Linked DNA regions of Mus musculus: all the other regions are linked to region 3. Evidence: chromatin contacts called from public Hi-C and promoter capture Hi-C data. All regions are on one chromosome and are shown on one strand. Each heading gives the region's core, a stretch centred on a gene start, on an enhancer-like site or on the middle of the called end of the contact. The rest is flanking DNA. Distances are from core to core; before and after follow the strand shown.

What was found. Hi-C and Micro-C count contacts between places; a contact is called where the count stands out from the background. Capture Hi-C pulls out chosen DNA fragments and counts their contacts.
Region 1: a contact with region 3 is called in a Hi-C map of rod photoreceptor, with 3 times the contacts expected there. The contact joins two enhancer-like sites. A contact is called at or near these places in 7 of 39 promoter capture datasets (the 3T3-L1 cell line, embryonic stem cells, epiblast stem cells and 3 more), 1 of 15 datasets of contacts at CTCF or cohesin (the NIH/3T3 cell line), 13 of 484 Hi-C or Micro-C datasets (3T3-L1-derived adipocytes, CD4 T cells, the N1E-115 cell line and 9 more), 3 of 115 datasets of contacts at active chromatin or transcription factors (the HPC-7 cell line, embryonic stem cells and hepatocytes) and 3 of 9 other capture datasets (adipose tissue, liver and pancreatic islet).
Region 2: a promoter capture Hi-C map of pancreatic islet shows a contact between it and region 3. The contact joins two enhancer-like sites. A contact is called at or near these places in 14 of 39 promoter capture datasets (the 3T3-L1 cell line, 3T3-L1-derived adipocytes, the C10 cell line and 9 more), 2 of 15 datasets of contacts at CTCF or cohesin (the NIH/3T3 cell line and thymocytes), 36 of 484 Hi-C or Micro-C datasets (3T3-L1-derived adipocytes, CD4 T cells, CD8 T cells and 28 more), 10 of 115 datasets of contacts at active chromatin or transcription factors (the HPC-7 cell line, acute myeloid leukemia, bone marrow-derived dendritic cells and 7 more) and 4 of 9 other capture datasets (adipose tissue, embryonic stem cells, liver and 1 more).

The regions. Positions count from the first base shown.
Region 1 is chr10:41,650,866-41,654,624 of GRCm38.p6, forward strand. All of the region lies in intron 14 of Ccdc162 (coiled-coil domain containing 162), which reads right to left. Among named protein-coding and RNA genes, the nearest start is that of Mir3473b, 18 kb to the right of the region's middle. Within about 2 kb of position 2,101, at least 23 of the 459 cell types and tissues checked have an H3K27ac peak or open chromatin away from gene starts, as enhancers often do. A contact at or near this core is called in the N1E-115 cell line, muscle stem cells, pancreatic islet and 1 more, where this site is marked.
Region 2 is chr10:41,676,487-41,680,350 of GRCm38.p6, forward strand. Ccdc162 (coiled-coil domain containing 162) reads right to left here. Exons shown (of 48, transcript NM_001358562.1): 7 at 3,730-3,864; 8 at 2,254-2,411. Among named protein-coding and RNA genes, the nearest start is that of Mir3473b, 7.7 kb to the left of the region's middle. Within about 2 kb of position 2,470, at least 78 of the 459 cell types and tissues checked have an H3K27ac peak or open chromatin away from gene starts, as enhancers often do. A contact at or near this core is called in the N1E-115 cell line, muscle stem cells, pancreatic islet and 1 more, where this site is marked.
Region 3 is chr10:41,585,541-41,589,266 of GRCm38.p6, forward strand. It overlaps Ccdc162 (coiled-coil domain containing 162), which reads right to left. Exons shown (of 48, transcript NM_001358562.1): 32 at 1,810-1,905; 33 at 712-864. Among named protein-coding and RNA genes, the nearest start is that of 5730435O14Rik, 19 kb to the left of the region's middle. Within about 2 kb of position 2,006, at least 37 of the 459 cell types and tissues checked have an H3K27ac peak or open chromatin away from gene starts, as enhancers often do. A contact at or near this core is called in the N1E-115 cell line, muscle stem cells, pancreatic islet and 2 more, where this site is marked.

The sequences.
Region 1 (3,759 bases), core at 851-3,350, 65 kb after region 3:
TTTTAAAGGTTTATTTATTTTATGTAAGTATACTGTAGCTGTCTTCAGACACACCAGAAGAGGGCATCCAATCTCATTACAGATGGTTGTGAGCCACCATGTGGTTGCCGGAATTTGAACTCAGGACCTCTGTAGGAACAGTCAGTGTTCTTAACCACTGAGCCATCGCTCCAGTCCCCTACATGAGATTTTAACCTTCCCAATAAAGTCTCAGTTGATAACAGCAGCTTCAAACTTCCCAAGAATAAGAAATAATGAACAGTCTGCAAAGCCCTGAAGAGGTTTAGCCTGTTCCCAGTACAACAGTGTGAATGGCAATGGGGAAAAGTCAGATCGCATTGTGCTTATGTTTAAACTCTACAAGGGTTCCATCCTGGCTCAGAATTAAAGCCAAAGTCCTTGTCATGGCTCACGAAGCTACAGAAGAACCCTTCTCCACTTTGTTTGCTCCTTTCCCCTTTGTGCAACCTAATCACACTTGATGTCCCTGCCAACAGGAGTAGACACGGCCCTGCTCAGGGGGGCCTCTTGCATTGACCTTCCTTCTGCTACCATCTCTTTCAGCCAGTCACATTGAGTCCCGAATTCCTTCAGGTCTTTTCACTGACAGTTCTCCTCACTCAGAGACCCACCAGCACCCTCAGCCAGTGCCCCACCACCCAGCACTCTCAGTCTCCCTTTCATAGCTTTTTTCCATTGCAGTAGACCACAAAGGCTATGCTCTAAAGCAGGACGGCCTGACAGTGAACTCATGGAGAGCCATCGTTAGGGACAGTGTCTATCCAGGCTGTTGCCCCACAGCAGCAGCCAAGGATGAGGGTGTTTCTATCTTGCCACACACTCATTGCCTTCAATTGGCTTAAGCAGGAGAAAGCAGCCGGGGAGTGTGGCTCAGCTCCTAAGTGCTCTGGACTGGCACTGACACATGGCATTTCTGCTCACTGCTCAAAGTTAATCACAGCTCCAGTCAACTGCAAGAGCCAGGAAGTCTAGGGAAACTTTGGTGCCACATCCCCCTATATTTGGTACACATTATATGTCTATTTAGTGTTGCTTGCTTGAAGGTAAGTTCTATTATATCAGGAATTTGTGTTAGTTTTGTGTACTGCTATTCTATGGCTACAACAGAGCCCAGCATATTTATGGGAGCAAGGAAGGCTTGGCCCACAGTCGATGGAAACAGAGAAGCAGATAGTGGGGCAAAATGGTGTGCTGGATGCAAAATGGTGTGCTGGATGCCTTAGGGTCTGGTTACACATCTGAGGAGAGCCTAGCCCCACATGGTCTGGCTCTCTCTTTCTAGAGGCCTCACCTCCCGGCACTTCTAGTTTACAGCATTATGTTGCCCCTGAATTCACCACAGGCTGTCAGGCTTTCATGACTCAGGAGCCTCATGCAAGGTTCAACCCCAAGGAGAAGCCTGCTGTCCCTCAGCAGGAGCTCCTCCTACCGTGCCGTGTTAAACAGACATAAAATGACAAGGTGGCTGGGATAAGCCACAGATGATGCCTTTTAGTCATTAATAGTAGCCCAAGACTTTCCTAGTGGGATCAAAACAAGGGCCAAAGCACTGTGCTGGGGAAGGAGAAGCGTCTGTCTTAGGAGCTTCACCCATATCCAGTAAAATAGCTTGTCTTGCTTCCAGCAGCTTAGCTGGGCTTGACTGGATTATCACAACAGATTGGCATCCAGCTTCTTCTTCACCCCTCCCCCTCCCTGCAGGGCTAGATATCCTAATGTAAATATTTAATCCTATTAAAGGCCCTGACAGAAGGCACTGCCTGGTATGTCTCACGCTAAAGTGATAGCAGCTGGGAAAGTTTTTGTATGATGCCATGCCTATCATCTAAGAGACAGCAGAAATGACACTGCAAAGCCCCGAGATGCTCACCCTACAGTCAGAAGGAGGAGATGGCCGTTGTCTCCCCTCTATCCTGTCAGTTCTATTTCTCACCCCAACCCCCAACAAACAAAATAGGAGAGAGCCTTTTAAGTAAGGACAGTGTTTAAAAACTCTATTAGCGTAGTATCTGTCATCATAGCTGCGGTAGGGGCAATATAGGAAAGAGAAAGTGGTATTTGCCTTACACGGCTGTTTGTTTGAAGAGTGGGTTGAGCGTCCTCCAGAGGTCCAGGAAGGAGTAAGGCAACCCAGCCTGTGAAGGAGCTCAAGGGAGTAAGGGGTGGAGGAGTGGGGTGACCAGAGTGGATCTGGGGGTCTAGAGGGGGTCAGAGGCTCGAGGAACAAGAGTGCTGGCCTGCACAGCAAGTGCAAGTCTCACTCCTCACTCTAAGTGACGGGGTGAAGAATACGCAATGTCCAGAGTGGCCCTGCCCATGGTGGCCTCGAGCCAACATGCTCTCTATAGGTAACACCAGATTCAAAAGAGTTCGGGCAAAAGTGTGTGCACTATCTCACCACTGATTTATTTTTAGCAGTGATTACACGTGAGAAGAATGTATCTTTCACATGGAATTACGTGGGTTGTATTAACAATTAATCTCATATCTCTTTGCATGTTTTAAATATAGCTACTCAGAAACTTCACATTATATACATGGCTCTTATTATGCTTCTACTGCCCAGAGAGCTGTCTAGACTCTGTACATGAGCAGCATTTAACTGTAAATTTTCCTGTTTTATAGATACGGCAGGCTTATGTGAGGGGCCACAGCTCAGAATATGACTTGTCTGAAGCTTTAAAAAAAGTTTTATTTATTTATTTACTTATTTTTATACAGTGTTCTGCTTCCATATATGCCTGCTTGCCAGAAGAGGGCACATATCTCATTATTCATGGTTGTGAGCCACCATGTGGTTGCTAGGAATTGAACTCATGACCTTTGGAAGAGCAGCCAGTGTCCTGAACCTCTGAGCCATCTTGCCAGCCCCAATAAGTTTTATTTTTTTATATTTGCCAACCTAATGCCATTTACCCTAATATTTTTAATTCATTTTTAAGACATGTATTTATTGCATGTGTGTGCATGGGTGCTCATGACACAGAGTGTGTGAATGCACATATACATATCACAAGCATGGAGGTCAGAGGTCAACTTACAATAGTCAGCTTTCTCCTTCTACCATGTTGGTCCTAGGGATTCTACTAAGGTCAGCTGTCTTGGAGTCACCCACCTTTACCCAATAAGCCATCCTGCTGGCCTCTAACTCCTTCGTTTTTGAGATGGTCCCACTATGCACCCCAGCATGGGCTCAAACTCATGATCCCTAGGCCTCAGCTCCAGAATACTTGTGTTACAGGTGTGTATAAAACACTATACCTAGTGTCTTTGGGGACACAGAGAGGTAAGACTGTCTCATGTAGCCATGGCTCCCAGCCATGTGGCTAAAGGTGACCTTGAACTCCAGATATTTCTACCTGGACCTTGGAGTGCTGGGATTAGAGTTGTGGATCTCCGCGTTTGGCTTAGTTGGTGTCATTTTTAAAGGCTTGAAAACAAAAGGGGGACCACAAGGTACTTGGCACATCATCAGAGAGTCCTAAAAGAATTTTGTGAGAACACTTTTGAGGCTCGGGCTGAGAGAGAGAAGTGTCCTTCTAATTCTGTTCCCTATGAAACACCAGCTACCTGGTGGTCCCATTCTTTCCTTCCTGCTGTGGTTTCAGAACCAAGTGGGCACTGCCGGGGATTGCTTGTTCATTTGCTTAGCTTTGAGACAGGATCTTAAACTTAAGTCCCCTCTGCTCAGTTTCCCTGGGGCTGTGATTATATCACCGTCACCTCCCTCAGCTCTGG
Region 2 (3,864 bases), core at 1,220-3,719, 91 kb after region 3:
CGAAGAGGGAGCCTCAGTTGAGAAAATGCCTCCCTAAGATATCCGGCTGTAGGCAAGTCTGTTGGGCATTTTCCTAACTAGTGATTATTAGGTCTAAAGAAGGCACCCAAAATGCAGTGCTGCTGACAATGTCCTAACAACAGTCTGGGCTCAGCTCAGGATGACTCTGTGCAGACCGGAGGACTGGTACCTGCGCTCACCATTGCTCGGGAATCTTATGAAGCACATTTCAGCTTGTCCATCATCTGCCTCCTACAGCCAACTACTACTGGCAATGAATTTTCTAGTTCCTGATTAACTCAAGCAAGCCTGTAGCAGATCAAAGTTCCCATGCTAGTTTCTCCCGTGCTAGCTTCTCCCATGCTAGCTTCTAGACTGATCTGGCTCACACTGCCCCCCAGCCCCACCCCCACCCCTAGGCTGCTACCTATCGCCTTAAAAACTTGGCAAGGCCACCAGCTTGCCATTCTCTCTGCACCCCGCCCCCAGAGACTGCATTGATGGCTTAATCCCCAGTAAACCTTTCTGTCTACCCATGGAGTGGTCTAGCTCAATATTTCACTGCAGCCTTGCTTACAGTGAGGGCGGGTGGTCCTGGGTACTATAAGAAAGCAGGTTGAGCAAGGCATGAGGACAAGCCAGTAAGCAGCACCCTCCATCAGCTCCTGCATCAGCTCCTGCCTCCAGCCTCCTGCTCTGTTTGAGTTCCTGCCTTGGCTTCCCTCAGTGGACTGTGATAAGAAATGTGAGCCAAATAAACTCTTTCCTGTCCATCCAAGTAGCTTTTAGTCTTGGTGTTTCGTCACAGCAATAGTAGGACCATTATAACTAGAACACTGAGCTACACAAAATCCTATAAGGAGGAGGAGGGGGAGGGGGAGGGGGAGGGGGAGGGGGGAGGGGGAGGGGAGGGGGAGGGGGAGGGGAGGGGGAGGGGGGGAGGCAAAGCTACACGATTTTCCAAAAATCCAGAGGAATGAGATCGCGTGGGCTTAAGGGTTACAGACCAAAAACACAGTCCTGTAAATGATGTTGGCACAAAAACAAATCCAAGTGGATCTTCATGGTCAGTATGCTATTAAGTGAGCTCCGCCCCCAGCACTGGCAGGGGGCGGGGCCAGGGAGCCACCGGTGGTGGGGATGGGGAGACAAAGTAGCAACTTCCCATCCCGAGGTCATTCAAGTCCACCCAGGTTAGATTTGAGCCTGATCAGGTCACCCAGCTGATTTTTATCTTGCAAATAATTTACAACTAGGGCTAACAAGATAGCTCACTGCTGAAACCGTTGTTGTTGTTGTTGTTGTTTTGTTGTTGTTGTTGTTTTAAGTTATAACTCTGAAGTTCTGTATCCACTGCCTCATCTTTCCCTCTGAAAGTAATTTTAATCTGGCTTCTGCTACTATGAGGTTTCCTGTTGGAAGGCAGCAGGATTTACAGTGGAAGAGGCCAGGCCTGCATCCAGCCGCATCATTCAGGACACAGTGAGTCCCAGTGGGTAGAACCTTATCCAGTATGTCAAGAATATTGCAACCAGGGCTGGTGATATGGCTCAGCGGTTAAGAGCGCCAACTGCTCTTCTAAAGGTCCTGAGTTCAAATCCCAGCAACCATATGGTGGCTCACAACCATCCGTAACGAAATCTGATGCCCTCTTCTGGAGTGTCTGAAGTCAGCTACAGTAGTGTACTTACATATAATAAATAAATAATTGAAAGGAAAAAAAGAATATTGCAACCAAAACACAAACAAAACATACTGCAGTCCCATCTCAGACTCTGGGCTGTAGATGCTTGACAACTCTCCCAGGATGTCTGTCTAACCCTGGGCACATGTATATCTTCTTCAGCCCATATCCTCCTACTGTGTCTCTAAAACCTACAGGGGGAAAAACCCAAAAGGTAAAATCCCTTAGGCTTAGCTATCATCAGGTCTTGTTCTTCTTACAGAAAGGAGGCTCTTCCCAACAGGAAGATGGCTTATTACATTGTATATTATTACTCTAGAAAAAAGCATTGGCAGAAAAAAGAAACAGCTTTGTGTCATGTGTGGCTACACACACCTAATCAAGAAACTCAAGGGGGGGGGGGGGACAGGAGTATCAGGAGTTCAAGGTCACCCTCCACTACACAGCTACTTTGAAGCCAGCCCATGCTATATGAGATCTGGTCTCAAACAAACAAACGAGAAACTTTGTAGCAAATACTAAGCCTTTCTTCCAACCTCCTGTATTTATAGTAAGAATGCATTGTGTACCGAGGAAAAGAGTCCCATCTCTTTGGCTGAGTCGCTCAGCTTTTGCACATCGTCTGGGATGTGGAAATGTGAGAGGAGGCGCCTCAGCTGAGGTTTTAGATCATCCCTGTCTGTCACGTGCTGAGGCAAGACAAACGCAGCATCTGTTCTCCCTGACCCTGAAAAATATCCAAAATCAAGAGCGCGACCAGTGAGTGGGAGGCGGCAGAGACAGCAGATGGCCTTGGAGAGAGTTGGAAGCAGGCCCTCTGCTGGTGGGGAGCCGTTTTGTTCTCCCCTGACCCTGTGCCAGGCAAGCCTGCACCTTTTTTGCCACCCAGCCCCCATAAGCTTTCCTGGGGAGGTGCAAGTACTCTCAATGATCTCACAGCCCTCAGGAGAAACCCGCTAGAGCTCCTGGGATATTCTGTATACAACGGGAATGTCACTCAAGGGCACTCGGCAGAAACCTGACCCGACTTCTCAGTTCTCCGGAACACAAAAGAAGAGCAGAGAGACCGAAATTGATCCTGACGACTAAATTCTCTGGCAGCTGTGTAACAGAAAACCTGAACCAAGTCTCAGAAATCATTTCACCGGGAAGGATTGGTATGGCAATGGGTAAACTGAGGCGTAAGGAGGTGATATGCAGGACCAGGGTGACAGAAACAGGCCTGGAAGCCAGTCCACTTGCCTCTTAACCTACTAGTTGTAAAGATGGAGACAAAATGTCTACAGTCATGGCTACTGTCTTTCATCAAAAAATATTACTATCAAATTACAACTTATTACAAAGATGTGACTTTGGCATATAGGAAGACAGTGGTCCAAACAGGCCTTTCCAGTTAGTCTTATGTCAATTCCACACAAGCTAAAGCTATCTGAAATGAGGGAACCTCAATTGAGAAAGTGCCTCCATAAGATCCAGCTATTAGTGATTAATGAGGAGGGCCTGGCCCATCGTGGATGGTGCAATCCCTGAGCAGGTGGTCCTAGGTGCTGTAAGAAAGCAGACTGAGGGGCTGGAGAGATGGCTCAGCAGTTAAGGGCACTGACTGCTCTTCCGACGGTCCTGAGTTCAAATCCCAGCAACCACATGATGGCTCATAGTCATCCATAATCAGATCTGATGCCCTCCTTTGGTGTGTCTGAAGACAGCCACAGTATACTTACATATAATGAATAAAATCTTTTTTAAAAAATGCCTTGATTTGGGTATTCCAAAATAAATAAATAAATAAAAAGAAAGCAGACTGAGCAAGCCATGGGCAGCAAGCCAGTAATCAGTGCCCCTCCGCGGCCTCTGCATCAGCTCCTGCTTCTAGGATCCTGCCTTCCCGAGTTCCTGTCCTGCCTCCAACACTGAGCAATGTGGAAGCATAAACCCTGTCCTCCCCAGCTTGCTTTGTGGTCATCATGGTTTGTTGCAGAAATAGAAACACTATGTCACAGTAATCACGGCCCCCTGCTCTACGCTAGTAAAGGCCAGGCTCTTACCTGAAACATGGGGACCCAGAGGACCAGGGGATGCAGCGTGAAGGTCAGTGACACAGGCTTTGCCATCTTCCTCACTAGATCCAGAGACTTGCTTAGCAGCTAGGCTCAGCACCCTGGAGATGGGCAGATACTGGA
Region 3 (3,726 bases), core at 756-3,255:
CCAGTTAAAGGTATTTGGTATCTTTGGCTATCAGGGAAATGCAAATTGAAACTACTCTTAAGACTGCATCTCAGCCCTGCCAAATGGCTATTGTGATTTTGTTCTGGGATACTCAGAGGGTGGTACACTGGGAAACAGTCTACTAAGCCGGTGTCAGTGTCTGGCTTCTGTGGGATCCTCATCCAAAGGCTACACCTGGACCACTAATGGGTGGAGGCTTTTATACATTTTGGCTGCTTTGTCTTCCATATACGCCTACGTAAATTATAATTGGGTATTTAACTAGGCAGGCAGTAACACTATTAGTGGTTAGAATTCTAGGGGAAAGGAGAGGCAGCTGCAGCAGATGTGCTGAGGAATGGGACAACCCTCAAGGACATGGGCCAGCCCAAGAGACTGGTACCCCTTTTTCTCTTCTTTAGTTCTTGGGGCCCCTATCACAGTTAGAATGAGGAGCGTCTCCCATAGCTCGGGCATTTTAAACATGTGTCTAAAGAGGTTTAGGAGGTCTGGCCTTGCTGGAGGAAGTATGTCAGAGGGGCAGGTTCTGAGTTGAAAGCCTCAGCTATTTCAATCTTGCTATCTCTCAGCTTCCAGCTCCTGCTACTGGGACAGATGGGTAAGACATCCCCCTAGCCTGTCTCTGAAAATAAGCAGGTTCTTGAGTACAGTGCAGCACCAGCCACTCTGTAGCCCACGTGCAAGGAATACCTGTGCATTGTCCAGTGCAGCTTGCCATTCGGTAGAAGCCTTCCTGATCACGTGGCAGCTGCCCAGAAGTACGTCTTCCATTAGCATCTGTACACCCACCAGCTCTCCATGGGCCACTCTGCGGTCACAGTCACTTAGCCCACAGAGACACATCTGAAAACAAAGATACCTTCCCATTTTGAAGAGTCTTACATATCCTTTATACATGGTTTTGAAGAAAGAATGTTAAGTGCAACTATGTTTATAGCCCTTGCCCTCTCAATTGATAAAAATATCCATAAAAATCAGAGTAACAGTTCTAGATTAAAGTCCTTCCTGTGTAGGTTTTTGAGTAGCAAGTCTCCCAACCTTACACAGATACAATGAATGAAAAATGGGATAATCTTAGTTTCTTTTAGATCCCCCTTGCTTTTACTGTTAAAAAAAAACAAAAACAAACAAACAAACAAAAAAACCTTCATACTTATGAAGGATTTTGAATATACACAAATGTTAACAAAATGATTACAATTTACATCCATGAATGTATTGCCAGCCTTGCCCCACTCCAAATTCTAAAGCCAAGTTAGAGTTGAGTTTTTGTGTTGGTTTTAATACTTTTATATATTAATATATATGTATATAATATATACACACATATATAGATATTGATATATAGACAGACAGACAGATAGATGTTTACTTGATCATGAGAAAACATATTTTTTCCCAAAATAAATGAAGAGAATTTAAAGATGCATCGTCATCAGAACAATTATAGGGAGTTCCTCTTCACTCCTGCCTAAGCTGTTCCCATCCCAGGTCACTGTCCCAGGGGCAGTTTCTCTAAGAGGCTTAGATGGTGACTCCAGATAAGCGGCTGCTCCTCTCGGTCATTACTGCCCTGGGGACTGCAGCTGAGTTTACAGTCAAGGCCAGCAGCTGCTGAGAGCATGGTTTTCTCCATAATAAGAAAATATGACTCACCTCAGGTTACAGCGTCACGATTAAACACACATTTATCTTATAAATGACCACTGGCTAGAACATGAACCTGTGATACCCTGCTCTGTGGCCTGTGTTTGTTTTTCTCTCTAACAAGTGGGAAGATAGATCTACCTGCATATCATACTCTAGGGTGTCCGGGACGCTGCTTATAACTGGAAATGGTCCACCATCTTCCAGGAACGCCCTCCACGGGAACAACGCAAATGCCTGAAAGAGAGGAACAGAAACGATAATAGTCTCACGCATCCCTCAGATGAAGGCGTTTGCACATGAGCAAGACTTCTGCATCTGTGCTCCAAAGCCCACTCCGATGACTCATTTATTATGCAGGACTTCCTTCTCATTGGAGCATGCCAGCGACACAGAAGGGGTAGCAGTGATTATTACTCTTTTCCTTGGTTTTGCTGAAATGGCTTCAGTATAAACAAGGTACAAAGTCCCAGAACAAGAGATTGTGGTGGCACACACCTGTAAGCCCGGCACTTGAGAGGCTGATGCAGGAGGATTGCAAGTTTGAGACCAGCTTTAGCTAGACCTGTGATTTTCAACCTACGGGTCGAAGGATCCTTTCACAGGGGTCACATGTCACACACCCTGTGTATCTGATCCTTATTATGATTTATAACAGCAGCAAAAGTACAGTTATGAAGTAGCAAAGGAAATGATTTTATGGTTGGGGGTCACTGCAGCATGAGGGACTATATTAAAGGGCATGGCAGTAGGAAGGTTGAGACCACTCAGCTAGACAGTGAGACTCTGTCTGGAAAGAAACAAAACAAAGGAAGTTCTAGAATACAATACCCAGGGGCCATGTTTTTAAGCAATGACAGTAAACTTAGTTAAATGCTGTCTATATTAGGGACCTTCAAGACCTGCCTTAGGGCTCTAAAAGAGGTTTGAGGATTGGACCAGGAGTCACTGTCATGTGGTATGGAAGAAGGGGACTTGTGTGACTGAGTGCCAGTGAATAGGACATGGCAGAAACGATGGTGTCAGTCATGCAAAGCCCATGGCTGTTGCTTTGGGCTCTCTCTCTTGGGCTGCCCGCCCTGGGAAAGCCATTTTCCATGTTGTGAGAAAGTTCTGTAGAGAAGACTGTGGGAGCCATCTTGGATGTGGCTCTCCTGACAGCTCCTGACCGCTGGTGAATGAGGCTGGAAGCAAACTTCTCAAACTGAGATGATGCTCTCAGGGCTGGACAACATCCAGAGAGACGCTAAGCCTGTACTCCCTCCCGAACTGTTCCCAGCTTCCTGACTCAGAGTCCGGGGTGATAACAAACACTTATGCATATGGTCCTAACCTGTTAAGCTGGGGAATGGCTTGTGCTTGTGGCAATAGAAAAGTAGCAGAAGGTTTGGGGCCTGATGCTACTCTGACTCTTCTCTGCCATCCATCTCTGGCTTTCTCAAATTTTTGACTTCTGTAGAGCTGGATAAAGTTGTTGCCTGAGTGTGGTGTGAGTGCTGGCTTTCCTGAACTTTGACCTGTGTAGAGCTGGATAGTGTGCCTGCCTGGGAATAGCCCTAGTTGCTAGGATTACATTTGATAACACATGGTGTAACCAGGGCAATTCAAAGCCCAGAGGCTGACCTACTTATACATTATAATTGCATCATTATTTATCCAAGAGAAAAGGTTGCAGAACACAGTTAATCTCAAATCGAAGTTTCTACCTCAGCCTAGGTCATCTGTTCTCAGATAAAAGACATACACTTATTTATAATAAGCCTTATGCGCTACAGCTGGACAGATGTCTCCCCTCTATACTATTATGTCTATGTCCCCATTAATAACCCAGAGTTAGCCAGGTATGGTGGTGCACACCTTTAATCCCAGCACTTGGGAAGCAGAGGCTGGCAGGTTTCTGAGTTCAAGGCCAGCCTGGTCTACAGGGTGAGTTCCAGGACAGCCAGGGCTACACAGAGAAACCCTGTCTTGAAAACCCAAAAAAGAAGAAAAACAAAAACCAAAAACAATTAAAAAAAAAAAAAAAAAGACCCAAACTCCAACAAGAAAAGATTGAGC